Linked DNA regions of Danio rerio: region 1 is linked to region 2. A link is a contact called in public Micro-C data. All regions are on one chromosome and are shown on one strand. Each heading gives the region's core, a stretch centred on a gene start, on an enhancer-like site or on the middle of the called end of the contact. The rest is flanking DNA. Distances are from core to core; before and after follow the strand shown.

What was found. A called contact is a pair of places that touch in the nucleus more often than the background predicts.
Region 1: a Micro-C map of caudal fin shows a contact between it and region 2, with 4 times the contacts expected there. The contact joins the promoter of si:ch1073-443f11.2 here to the promoter of gps1 in region 2. A contact is called at or near these places in 2 of 18 Hi-C or Micro-C datasets (caudal fin and an unstated tissue) and 1 of 4 datasets of contacts at active chromatin or transcription factors (embryo).

Annotation. Positions count from the first base shown.
Region 1 is chr3:35,272,889-35,276,966 of GRCz12tu, reverse strand. It overlaps si:ch1073-443f11.2, which reads right to left and starts at 2,350. Exons shown (of 4, transcript NM_001271773.2): 1 at 2,230-2,350; 2 at 1,512-1,671; 3 at 1,353-1,420; 4 at 572-1,267. The coding sequence starts at 1,638. The coding sequence ends at 1,220.
Region 2 is chr3:35,102,645-35,106,630 of GRCz12tu, reverse strand. It overlaps gps1 (G protein pathway suppressor 1), which reads left to right and starts at 1,351. Exons shown (of 14, transcript NM_001077759.1): 1 at 1,351-1,397. The coding sequence starts at 1,365.

The DNA of each region.
Region 1 (4,078 bases), core at 1,101-3,600, 170 kb before region 2:
AGAAATAAAATATTATATTTCTGAACTGAATAATAAAAAAAGCTATTATTAAGAGAATTTTTTTTTAAATAAATGACTTTAGTTTATCTTGATTTTATCATATTGGGATTATATTAGGATTAGATTTTTTTACTTTGAGAACCACTGAACCAATATTGAGAACCAATGATTTTTGTTTAAAAAAAATCCCATTGAGGTGCAGTAGGTAGTGCTGTTGCCTCACAGCAAGAAGGTAGCTGGTTTGATCCTCTGCTCAGTTGGCGTTTCTGTGTGGAGTGTGCATGTTCTCCCTGTGTTCGCGTAGGTTTCCTCCGGGTGCTCCGGTTTCCCACACAGTCCAAAGACGTGCAGTACAGGTCAATTGGGTAGACTAAATTGTAGTGTATGAGTGTGTGTAAATGAATGTTTATGGATGTTTCCCAGAGATGGGTTGTGGCTGGAAGGGCATCCGCTGCGTAAAAACGTGCTGGATAAGTTGGCGGATCATTCCGCTGTGGCGACCCCAGATTAATTAAGGGACTAAGCCAACAAGAAAATGAATGAATGAAAATCCCATTGACTTTGACTGAAATTGATATTTTAAACATTTATGGTTGATTAACAAAGTTTACATCTCATACAAATAATGTCATGCATTCAAAACATTCCAACTTCCAATTTCTATGTTAGCAAAACATGCTAATTTTTCTCAGGTATTCTCAGAAAAGGGTTTAGGTAATGTGTTAAATATGTTGAAACAAATACAGTCAAAATCTAAATTAAGTAAAAGTTGTTATCTGGGATAACCAGTAACAAACAATTTGAAGTTAAAAACAATCTTCAAAGACAACATATGTCAATACAAGGCTGTTTAAGGGACTGCTTTGGTTCCAGAAAAAAAAAGTGCTTCAATATTTTGTTTAACCACAAAGTAACTAAAGTATTAAAATGAATGCGCATATTTATATAGGCTATAAAAATCTTTCTGAACAAGTGTCTCATATCTGAAACGGCCATCACAGCTTCAGTCTTGTGACATCCTGGGTAAATATTAACATTTTTACACAGGAGGGAAAGTTTTTAGCTTTTATCATTCCTATAAGGAAGTATCTACCGAAAACGTGTTTTCTATGCTGCGTTTTCAAGTACAACTAATGATTAGGTATACTTTTGCTATATAAAAAAATGAAGTCACATAATCTGACATTTTGTATAGGTAATCCCTTTTGTTTCTGAAGGATCATGGCTCCATTCCCATGTTGTCGATGCCCACCTTCTGTCGTCTTGGCTATAATGTGGAAACAGTAGCAGTCACCACAGATGTTATATGACCGTATTGTTTTATTAATCTACAGATATGTTATCATTCTGACCTTCTCATCACAGCAGCAGCAGCAACAGCAGCGAATGAGGACCAAGATGACCAGCAGGAGGACCATACCTGTGAAATGGTTAATATTGTGGAATTCTTAATCATTTAATAATATATTATTATTATTGTTGTTTGCTTTGCTTTGCTTAATTTTACAAACCTATGAAGATGAAGAAAATGGCAAATGAGGCAATGTCCCAGTCTGACTGAAACATCTGTTTTGATTGTAGTCTTGAGACCACATCATTGAACTGGTTCTCAAAGTCCTGTTGAATGCTTTTGTCCATGACTTCAGTCAGAATGGTCCCGCTTATTAAACACTGTTGACAGATATTTGAAACGGACATCAAGAAAAATGAAAAAAAAAAAAAAACTGATGCCACAAACTAAACCAACCTGTTTACCAAGAAACAAGTATGCAAATGACACTGAATACACAGTCTGGATGTGTTTTTTTTCTTCTTCTAGCGTTCGTCTAAAAGAAACAAACTTAAAGGTACTTAAAAATAACAACTAAAATAATGTAGTATAACCCTGTTTTAAACTAGTAATAACATATTTTGAATCACTAAAACAGGAACTTGCATTACCGGCTAAGTTTTAGTCACGGCAATATTTTACCTAATAGTACTTCTTATTTCAGACAAACTTAAACATTATAAGCTCGAATTTTCACTTTTATAAATAAGTATACACTATCCTTTCTTTATTAAGCCGGTTGTCACTGAATAACCACAGTTACTGTTAGGCTAAAATCGCATGACACTCTTGTAGACTCGTACGTACTAAACTAAAATGTATGCTACAATCATTCAGATCTACTTGTATTCTACTTCATAAACTGTGTATTTTCGATCAAATATATATCGGTCACTCACCTGTTGTGTTTGTTTGTCGTATTTCCGGGTTACAGAGCAACACCTGTCTCGGGGAACTGAAAGCGGCTCATGCAGGATGTTTGTTGACCCGCTGAGGTGATTTTGCGGAAGTGCGACGATCATTTCACAACCAAACTGATCTAGTTTGTGGCTATTTTATTATAGCTAAGGCTACTAACAAAATATTAACTAAATAAAAAACATTAGCTAAACACACAGTCCATGTTAAACATTAAAACAGCTTAGTTATTAAACTATGCATTTAAGATTGCATTAAAGCTGACAAGATGCGATATTTACCCCTGTTTTTTATTTCAATCGTTTTTATTGGTCTTTTGCATGGCAATACAACTTAAATATTGAGAGATAAACAGTAATATAGTCGTCTTTGTTAATCCCATTACCCCTAACCTCTCATTTATTAACTCAATTAGCAAAAAATAGATACATAAATACCAAATTAAGTACATTAAACACATAAGTACATCAGAGAATAACTGGATACAGATGGGAGGTGGATAATTATAAAATGTAATAATAATATAAAAATTTTGATGATTATAATATTATTATTATTGTTAATAATAGCCTAATAATGATAATAATTAATTAAAAAAGAAACTTAAAGTCTGAAACAGTAAAAAACGCCACTCTTGTAGGGGGGAAAGTGTGTTTCCACTTTAGAAGTATGGCAGGTCTAGCTAAAATTGTGGTAAAGGCAAAAACCTTGCTGTCGTGGACTGTCAAATGAGGTCCAATTGGGATACTCCAAAGACGTTTAGCAAAGGATCAGGGTCTTACCCAGAGATGCCAAAACTGGGGCCTGTGGGCCAAAGTTGGCCCATGGTAACCAAGGAAGAGAGGAAGAATGATAGAGATGGCTTAGAGAATGTCAATTCAAATCTAATGTATACTTTTGGTTTATTGTTTTAAAAACTAAATTAAATTAAATGTTTCAATTAAATGATGTGAATTAATCAGATTTAGCTTAAATGTACATACTGTCACCTGATGATGAGGACAAATCAAGTCAAAGGCAGGTTTGGCTTGACTAGTATATTCAGCATTGAACTCCATTGTATATTATAAATATGATTGTTCATGTTTTTATTGCAATAAGTTATAATTTTAAATGTTAAACTGCATCTGTTATATAGTTTAAAGTAATGGTTTGTAATAAATTGTGAAATAACCATGGCAACTTTAATGAAAAATAGTTTGGTATATTTATCTTTTTTGCACCCCTGCCCCCTGTTTTCTTTTTTAATATATATAAACATGACAGATTGAGCTTCTGAGTAGGTAGCACAAATCATCAGAAAACTGTCATATTAGGCTACTAAGTGATTATACTAAGGTATTACTGAAAGAAAGAAAGAAAGAAAGAAAGTTAGCACGGTTGTCCTGCGAGACACGAAATTTCGTTTCTCTGGATGTCCACAAATTTAGCAGAATCAGGCCTGTAGCCAGTCTGGTGAAAGGGGTGGTTCTTTTTTCTCAAAAATTGGACCTATTTGCAGTTATACGCCTCAGTTTCTATTTTACTATGAGATTTAAATACTGCATTTTTGTATTTTTTTGTTGTTGTTGCTGGATTAGCTGATCAGATGTCATCAAAACAACACTTTTTGATGTACTAAAAATATTTCCTAAAAATTGCAATAAAACAAATTAAAACAAGACTAATTTTTAAAATACAAATTTATAACAAATATCATTAGGAAAAAATACCAGTCTGTTAAACTTTTAAAGTTAAAAAAAACAAAACTGTAGCCTGCTATAATTTATTAGACAAAAAACAAACTGGCCAGCACATGCAACTGTACTCAGTCACAATTAATAAAAGATA
Region 2 (3,986 bases), core at 102-2,601:
TTAAATGTTTTTTTTTTCTGTTATTATTACATATACATTTGTTTATTAAAGTGTCAGGAACAAAAATTAGCTTTCAAAACTGTTAACTTGTTTGTGTTTCAAAATATCATCCTTTTTTAAATGTCCACTATAGTGGACACCAGGACCATCTTAATGTAATTAATGACTGCATGTTGTAGGAGGCAGAACTGAAGCAGAGAGGATTCTTTATAAAATAATTGAGGGAGACTCTGATTTAGAATCTGACAATTAGAGAATTAAAGACAATTAGAGAATGACAATCAGTTTTAAATCACTTTTATGTTAAATTTGTTTTGGATTAACATCACTTCTTTTTCTTTTTTGAGTTCAGCTCTCTTTCAACTAAACTGTTTCAGGAATTTTAATACAAACGGGAAAAATGGCTTTTGTTTTGTTTTCGTTACAATAATATTGGATTAATATCCCTTTACAGCCAATTCCTGAAAAGTTTTGTTGTCTGAAGGGCGGTCGTTTCGAACTAAAATAGTCCTGTTGTCAACTACAGTGGACATGCTGTAAAATTAAAAATAAAAACAAAATGTAAAAACTCTAAATTATAGAATCACAGATTTTTTTTTCTTCGATCGGGTCTCATGTATATATATAAAATTTTCCAGTGAAAAACAAATTAAAACAGGTATGTTGTATGTTCTCTTATACAGCTGGATAACAGAGTAGAAAAAAATTGTTTGCATTGGCCAAAACTGATTAGCTGGAGTCACGCTGAAGCGATAGCCAACAGAGTATACCCAAGACTTCTTCAATATTTTCTCATGTATGATGGCATGGCACTGGCTCAATTATATGGGTCAAATTCTGGACATTTGTCAGTGAGGGGTGGGTCTTTCGAACCAGCAGAACCCCCCTGGCTACGGGCCTGAAATAAAATAAAAAAATGATTTACCCCCCTACCACGTATTTTCCCATCATAACCATTAGTTGAATACTATGTTGTAATCATTCACATATATCATTAAATCAGATCCACCCAATTTAACAGCTGAATTTGGGTTTCTTGTGATGAAATTCATAAATAATAAATGTAATGAATATGTTTATGAAATTTTGTTACATTTTATCACAATATAATTCACACGAGTAGTCAATATTTAATTTGAAACGTTCCAATACATGTCTCACTAGTTAACTTGTATGCAATATTTCCCTTCACATTATCCTTTACTTTGTTATTCCTTTCACCGGCAAAATATAGCTGCCAAATGCGCGTGCAGTGACTCGCGAAGTGTCAAGGTAGTGACGTCTCCGCGCTGCCTGTCGTCGACCACGCGCACTCTGATGCCCCGGATGTGTTTGTGTGCTCTGTTTCTGCAGAGGAGGAGGAGATGCCACTACCCGTGCAGGTCTTTAACTTTCAGGTAAATTAGCGCCTTTTAAATTCTTCTCCGTCGCCCTCCGCAGCACGAGAGCTGGTAGAGGTAGCACACCGAGGCGAAGCGCAGGTGTTTACGGTGTTAAATGCTCCTGTACGGCAGCCGTTGGCTCGTCTAGCGTGAGCTCGTAAGTCACAGCGGCCCTCAGGACGCGGCAGCACTTCTCAAGTTTAGCGGCGGGACGCGTTTATCCGCCCGCGGAGGCACTCCGCTGCACTTTCGACAATAAACACGACCCGCGGAGCTGTTTTGGTGCCCACCCGGAGGGCTCCTGTAGATTTTCTTGCGGTTGTTTGTGATAGACCCGGGTTGAAACTTTCTTTAGCCGGCTAAGTGTATTTAGCAAAGCTATCTCGTTAGCCAGCTGTCTGTTTTGTATCAGTTAGCCAGTGTGCTTGAAATTCAGGTTGGGTCTCCTAACATACTGTAATACATTCACGGAAACCCGTCATTTAGATGTTCCATACCTACATATAATGCTTAAAATACTGTCTGTGTAGGCAGCACACTGGGTTTTGAGAAACAGCCTTCATAATTTGCTTTCAGAAATGATGAAGACACAGAGCACTAAATATTTCAGATTTAAACATTTTCGCTTTTTATGACAGAAATGTTTAAATGCAATTGAGCTTTTCACATTTTAGTGATATTTTTATTTTAGAAACACTAGACCTGTTTAGTTACTAGAATACCGTTTATGAAACTGTAAGTTACATTACAATGAACCCACTTTGTTTTTGCAGAGAAAGTCTGCTCTAATGTAATGTTAAATTTAGATATAGCCATTAATGTAACCACTAGACATGCTGATATTCTACAATACAGTATATAGGCATGGGATGATAACAGTGTTCAATGTATTCCCCAGTTTGGAAAAGTCAAGGTTTTAAAACCTTCAAAATATTTGTAATATCATTCCTAAGGTATGAGTAAGGTTTTTTTATTTACATTTTTTTTTTTTTTTTAGGACAACAGTATCTCCAGCAGAAAAGATATCCAAAGATGTCGTTTTAACGTGTACATTTTTTTGTGTGTGTTTTTGAAACTAATGAAGACCGCAGAAGTCCATTATTCATTTGAATTATTCAGCCTGACATGTTTACCACTCCAAAATATTTTAAATGTTCCTCACAATAAAATATATTGTGTTCAAAGGGGCAAAATGTTTTTTTGTTTTTTTACCCAGACTTTTAAAAATATTTTAGCGCAGTAATCTTAATACCGTCATACCATGAAATCGTGATATTAATATCCAAGGTTAACATACATCAGAATCTTATACCCGCTCATGCCTAACAGTATATCCTGATAATTAGCATGTATGATTTTATTTTGAGCACTTCAAAATATTGTGTATAATGGTTTTATGAATATTCAGATTGTTGTACTACTACTGGTAGTGGTGTTCATCACAGCACCAAATGCTTGAACACTTGATAGCATAAACATTTTAAAATGAACATAGTAACGTTACCATTTTCAAATATTAAGGGGATAGTTGACCCAAACTAATAATTCTGTCATCATTTACTCATGCTTTACTTGTTTCAAACCTTTAAGTTCTGTTAAACACTAATAAAGATATTTTGATAAACTGTAAACCTGTAAGTATCGACTTTCATAGTGTTAGATTTTCTGACTAGGGAAGTCAATGGTTACAGGTGCTTAGCTCTTTTCAAAATATCTTATTTTGTGTTCAGCAGAGGAAAGAAACTTTCTAAAGATTTGAAACCACTTAGGGTAGAGTTTCCTTTAATGTGGAGATTTAATGTAGAGTAATGTGGCATACACAATGCCAAAGATATTTATTCAAATCTTATTCTTTATAGGCCTCTTGTTTACAATACCTTTTCAATTAGTTTGCATTTGTTAACAGTAGTACAATAAACTAAACTGGCGATGACACTTGTAAAGCATTTATTTATGGTTTGGTTGATTTTAATGTTACTCCTAATTTTACATTTATATAATAAAGAATTAAACAACATGTATGTCTTTTTATCAGCCTCTTAAAGTAACCCTTTTTAGCATATTATGCTAATATCATGATAATACCATATAAAATGTTGGCACTTAAAGAACATTTGATGCCATATTATCTGGTTAACTCTGCTTTGAGTGTAATATTTTGAAGAATAAAGTCATTAAAAAAAACTAAACTAATTAAATATTGAAGCAATATTTACCTCTTGATGTCTGTGAATTGATTTGATAGCATGCATCAAAATTCAATATGTTTGCAAATGTACTTGCGGCCACTTTTATCTCACCGTGCAGATAATGATCACTTCAAAAGTATAAACCTTTTTCTTTTTGGCTGGTTTATATTCATGTATTCATTGACTTGTTATGTCTTCGAACTGCTGCCGTCCCACTGTGATTTTGATAAGCATCCGCCTTCATACAGGAGAGTCTTCTTCAGTCAGGGTGGATGGATGCTGAAGAGCAGGATCAGGGTAGAATCAGGGAAAGCTCAGGTGTAGAGCTGAATGTCTACTCTCAAACAGGCATGTCTGACCAATACATGGAGTTTACAGTGAGATCCAGTGTGTGCAGCTTCAGCTTTTCTTCACA